Regions from separate parts of the Sus scrofa genome. Here region 1 is linked to region 2. Evidence: chromatin contacts called from public HiChIP or PLAC-seq data. All regions are on one chromosome and are shown on one strand. Each heading gives the region's core, a stretch centred on a gene start, on an enhancer-like site or on the middle of the called end of the contact. The rest is flanking DNA. Distances are from core to core; before and after follow the strand shown.

What was found. HiChIP or PLAC-seq counts read pairs in DNA pulled down with a chosen protein or histone mark.
Region 1: an H3K27ac HiChIP or PLAC-seq map of alveolar macrophages shows a contact between it and region 2. The contact joins the promoter of GOLGA3 here to the promoter of ZNF140 in region 2. A contact is called at or near these places in 2 of 2 datasets of contacts at active chromatin or transcription factors (alveolar macrophages and skeletal muscle).

The regions. Positions count from the first base shown.
Region 1 is chr14:22,687,916-22,690,648 of Sscrofa11.1, reverse strand. GOLGA3 (golgin subfamily A member 3) reads right to left here and starts at 1,345. Exons shown (of 24, transcript XM_021073868.1): 1 at 1,236-1,345.
Region 2 is chr14:22,541,228-22,544,292 of Sscrofa11.1, reverse strand. ZNF140 (zinc finger protein 140) reads left to right here and starts at 1,508. Exons shown (of 4, transcript XM_021072894.1): 1 at 1,508-1,778; 2 at 2,118-2,172. The coding sequence starts at 1,527.

The sequences.
Region 1 (2,733 bases), core at 96-2,595, 150 kb before region 2:
CACGAACTAGGAAGCTGCATACCGTCTAGCCCCTTCCTACATTGCATCCTTGTCCCCTCTCACTTTCTTCCTTTTTCATTACACGCTTGCCATACTGTATCTAAAAAAACACCAATTTACTCCTCCCTCAGGGCTTCACACTTGGTCATCTTGCCTGAAACAGTCTTATCGCATGTTTGCATGGCTAGTTTCTTGTCATAGAGGCTTTGACTCAAAAGTCACCTCCCCCAAGACCTTCTTATAGATCTGGCCCAAGCACCACGCAATACTCTCTCAGAAATGGCTTCATTTACTGTCTGTATCCCTCCACTACAGCGCGAGCTCAGTGAGGCCCTGACACGACTCCAATCCTATCACCCAGGATCTACAGTGAACAGTGCCGGGCACGACCGACACTCAGCAAAGAGCTGTTGAATGAAGGTCGAGCTGTTCACCTGCATCATACTAGAGACGACGCCTGGTCCCACTCCCTCTGGAAATTATCACTACACTGATGAAAACACCGCTATGAAACACATTCTGGTGAAACACCCAGAAATGAGATGGACTCGAGGTGGAGAGAGAGCAGAGCACACACGGATTCTTTAAACCAGGCTTCACACTAACCACCGGACACCATGTCACGCCTGTCATCTTGACAGAACTTCTACACAAGGACAAGAGATGTTTCTCTGCAGCTCCAACAGCAGCCGTGGGAACCTCTGAACAAATTACTCCCCGGCGCGCGTGGACAGCACTACGGAAGAACGCGAATGTTGGGATATTTATGAGGCCGGTTCCGCTAACAGCTGCACAGTGCAGCTTCTAGGCCCAGAGGCTACCAACGGTGAGGAGCCGGACTAGCGCGGGGCGTTGCCGCTCCAGGTGGAGCCTTGGCCGGCCCTTCGCGTGCGCCCAAAGCCCAGCCGCCCTTCGCCTGTCCCTGGCCCCGACCCAACCGCTGTCCTCCTGTTCCCCACGCCTTCCCCAGCCCAAGCCTCTGCCCAGGCACCGCCCCACGACCCTCACCCCTGCGCTGCGGAAGCCGCGGCGAACGCCCGGCCCGGCTGCTCTGGCTGAGACGTGGCTGCGCGGGGGGCGGAGCACGGCGCGGCGACGGAAAATGACCCCCCGGAAGCCTGCGTGCGCTGTCTCCGTTCCGGAAGAGAGAAAGCCCTCTTCTGTTAGCCAGCAGCTGCCCTCGGGCCCCGAATGCTCCGGCCGCAGGGCTGGAATCCAGCCTAGTCGAAACTCGCCTGAGACGGACTTCAGGAAGCGAATTTGGAGCACCTTCCCTTGTTAAAAAGTAGCTTCGGGACTGGCCGGACCAACTCCGACAGGAAGCCGGACAATTGAGCTTCCGGCGGAAGTGGCGTGGCCAGGCTCTGGTCCCCGCCCCGCCCTAGCTGTCAGGGTGTCGGCGTAGCCATTCCACCCCGCCCCTACCTCGTTGGGGGTTGGCTAGTAAGCACGCGGGGGTGGGGTCTGTGAGGTGCAGAGTTGTGGCTCTGGCACCTGTTCGTCGCCCCTGAGCACCAACCTTCCACCGCGCCAGTCCTCACTTATCTTTCAGGTACCAGTGCAAAAGTGACTCCTGCTTTGGGGCGGTAGCAGTGTTTTATCTTTAAAAAAAACATTGTTGGCATAGGCATGAGGTTTAGGTGAAGGGCTTTTAGGGTTTAGGTAAAGAACACAAAGGAGTTCTCTTGTGGCACGGTGGGTTAAGGATCTGGCGTTGTCACTGCAGCGGCTTGGGTCCCTGCTATGGCACGGGTTCCTTCCCTGGCCCAGAAACTTCCACGTGCTGTGGGCAAAGCCAAAAAAAAAAAAAAATCAGTTGGCTGTTTGTTGAATGTTTCTGGGTTCTCTGCCCTGGTCCATTGATCTCCATGCCTTCTTGTAACACCACAGTCTTCACCAAAATAGCTTTACAGCAAGCCACAATATGGGGTGGAAGATTCCTCCCACTTTATTCTTTTTTTCATTTTGGCAGACCCTCAGCATAAGAAGTTCCGCAGCCAGAGATCAGATCCAAGCCAAAGTTACCACCTATGCCACACCTGTGGCAACCCACAGCTTAACCAACCATGCCAGGCCAGGGATTGAACCTATGTCCCAGAGTAGCAGAGACACTGCCAATCCCATTGTGCCACAGCAGGAACTCCTTATTTTTATTATTATTATTTATTATTAAGGTATTATGTGTATACAATATAATTAGCCCATTTTATGTGTTCAGTTCAATGATTTTTAAAGTAAGTTCAGTTACACTTACTAAATTTTAGTAAATAACACTGAGCTTAATCCATTTAGTTGAAGCTGGATCTATTGCAGTTTGTTGTAGAACACTTTGATAGCTCCAAGGATCCCTCTTGTCCATATACACTCTGTTCCCCTCCACCAGCCCCTGACAACCACTAATCTGTTTTCTTTCTCTATTGATTGGCCTATTCTGTACATTTCATATAAATAAAATCTCACACCATGTGGCCTTTTGTGACTGCCTTCTCTTTTACTTAGCATAGTATTTTGAGGTTCATCTGTGTGTTACCATGTTTCAGAACTTAGCTCCTTTCACAGCTGCATAATACTTATTTAGATATACCCTGTTTTGTTATCCACTAGCCAACCCACCTTTCTTCTTTCCTTCCTACCTTCCTTCCCTCCCTCCCTCCTTCCAATTCACTGTGGCCCATGTATGCCAAGTACTATTTTTTTTTTTTACAAGTAGTTCTTTTTGGGTTTTTTTTTTTT
Region 2 (3,065 bases), core at 259-2,758:
GTAAACACCCAAACAAGAAAACTAGTTCCTCCTTCTCCCCCATCAACCATATCCAATTCATTAATGGGTCCTTTACACATTTTTTTTTAGGGCCACACCTGTGGCATATGGAGGTTCCCAGGCTAGGGGTCCAATTGGAGCTATAGCTGCAGGCCTATGCCACAGCCACAGCAACATCAGATCCAAGCTGTGTCCTTGACCTATACCACAGCTCACAGCAACGCCAGATTCTTAACCCACTGAGCGAGGCCAGGGATTGAACCTGCAACCTCATGGTTCCTAGTCGGATTCATTTCCCCTGCGCCACAATGGAACTCCTACACTCTTCTTTTACTTATTTATTCTGTTTAGCTATATGTTTGGCCACGTCCACGCCATGTGGAAGCTTCCAGGTCAGGGATCAAACCCACATCACAGCAGCAACCTGAGCTGCTGCGATGACAGTGCCGGATCTTTAACCCACTGCATCACAAGATAACTCCCTACAATCTTCTTTTAAACTGTTTCTTTGCAAGCAGCTCTTTGCAGGAAACCAACCTCAGCAGGAGGCCCCTTTCCTGGTCACTTTAGCAAAGCTACATTGCAACTAACTTTTAAACCAGGAACCCCCCTGTTCAGCTCCAGCGCTAGCACACCTTTCAAATCTTTTGATCACATAATATCTTGTCTAAAGAATAAGCAGGAATTCCTGCTGTGGCACAATAGGATCTGTGGGGTCTTGGGAGCATCTTGTGAGCGCTGGGACGTAGGTTACATGCCTGGCACAGTGGCTTAGGTCGAAGCTGTGGCTGGGATCTGATTCTTGTCCCTGGGAACTCCAAATGCCTCGGGCGGCCTTTAAAAAAAAGAAAGAGAGAAAGAAAGAAGGAAGGAAGGAAGGAAAGAAGGAAAGAAGGAAGGAAGGAAAGAAAGAAAGAAGGAAGGAAAGAAAGAAAGAAGGAAAGAAAAGAAAGAAAGAAAGAAAGAGCAATTAACAGATGACTAAACAATGCTTCCCTAGCTTCCTCTTCAGTAATCTTGCAACAAACTTTGCGACCAAACTACATCACCGGGTTCACAAGCCAGCAACCTGACAACTCCCCCCGACCCATTAACTGAGATGACTTCATTTTAAAACTTTCATGGCCCAGCAGAATCCTGAGAGGTGGCTTTTGGGGACACTGAATCCATCATTTCTCCGAATTGCCGGCATTCTGAATAAAAGCACCTTTCCCTGACACCAACATTTGTCTCTCCCAAGCATTGATTTTTCGAGCTTCGAGAAGCCGTACCTGATTGGGTAACATCTTGACTCAGTCTCCCCTGACCCGCAGCTCCTAGAATCCAGGATACGGAAGGCAGTAGCCTTCAATGGCATTCCTGGCTCAGGTCCTTTCCTTCAGTTCACCGATACAGTCAGCCATTGCAGCTGTCAGGGATGGGGGGTCCTCAAGGGAGGTATTGGGGCTGCAGTCGGTTCTGGAAGTTGTAGTCTGAGTGGGGAGGACTGCTCTGTAGGAGGCTGCGGCCGCGGTGGGCCCTGGGAAATGCGCCTAACTGAAGCTCGTCCCCGCCCCCCCGCCCCGTGGGCGCGGCGCCTCCTGGGAGTTGTAGTGTGTGTGGGCGAGTTGCCCACGATGCGCGGAGACCGCGGTGGGTCTTGGGAAGCCGAGCCGCGGCAGGCCCTGGCTTGGTTCGCGTCCGTCTCTGAGGCTCCGGAAGGCGCAGTTTGCGGGGCGCCGGCGCGGAGTCACTGCTCGCAGAGCCAAGAGCTGAGCGCCTGGCCTGCGCGGGCCGAGGTAGGGGAAGGGCCCGCCCTGCCACGCCGATCCCCGCCGGGGCCGGGGGCGGGGGCTCCATCCCAAGCTGGGGAAGCGTGGGCCCGCATGGCCTGCAGCGAGGAGGAAACGCCCCGAGGTGCAGCCCCCTTAAAGGCGGTGGCGCGGCGGGCGCGGGTCAGGTCCGGGCTCGGGTCAGGTCCGGGCCCGGAGCCCCTCCGCAGCGGCGAGGGGGTTGTCCCGGGCCCGTGCAGCTGTGTGACAAGGGCGGGGAATGCGGAGCCGCGGCACCCTGGTCCGGGCCCGTTACCTGGCGCGGCCCTTCGGCCCCCGCATTCAGCATCTTTCTCTCCCTGCCAGCCCTGCCGTCCGCATTTTCTGCTTTCCGCGGGCCCTGCCGGGAGCCATGTCTTGGGTAAGCTGGTGTGCCTTTCTGGGGGAGAGAGGCTTGCTTTCTCCTAAAACATTCCTCCCCGACCCCGTGCTCCCCCCACCCTCGCCCCTTTCTCTCTCGTGTACATCCGGGGAGGGAAGAGGGTTCTGGTGGGGTGGGGGCAGGGGGCGCAGGCCCGGCGTGGGCAGGTTTCTGACCTGGCTGTCATGTTCCTCTTCCCCCCGGGTATTAGAAGGTCTCATTCCCTCTGCGTTAATTGGCATTATTTTTATTGTCTACTTCCCGTACCAGTGGTCTCAGTGTGTGAGCCCTGGTACAGCACTGTTAGTATCACCAAATAATTTCTTGGAAATGTATATCCAAGAGCCCCAACCCGGGCTTGTGGACCAGAAACTGGGTGTGCGGTCTGCACATTGACAGCCCCTTCTGGTGGTTTAATGCGCGACGTGTCCTAGGACTTGGGGATCTGCAGGGAGCAAAACAACATCTTTGAACTCACAGAGCTCATTTTTCAGGCATGACGTTTAGTTTCTTTAGCAAGGAACACTAATTATTGCTGTGGTTGAGGCTAAATGCCATGCTGGCAGTTGTGCTTCACAGAGGTGGGGAATAAGGCCAACTAGAGAGTTCAAGGTGTGGCTCAGCGGTAGCAACCTGACTAATATGCGTGAGGACTAGAGTTCAATCCCTGGCCTCTTTCAGTGGGTTAAGGATCCGGGTCTTGCTGTGGCTGTGGTGTGTAGTTCTTTGGCTGCAGCTCCCATTCAACCCTAGCCTGGGAATTTACATAGGCTCCTGGTGCTGCCCTAAAAAGACAGGAAAAAAAAAAAAAAAGGCCAGCCATTCCTAATTAGTGCATCTGCTTTTAGTGTCACTTCTCTTCTTGTCCTAGTTGTCTCCTAATGTAGAGGGTC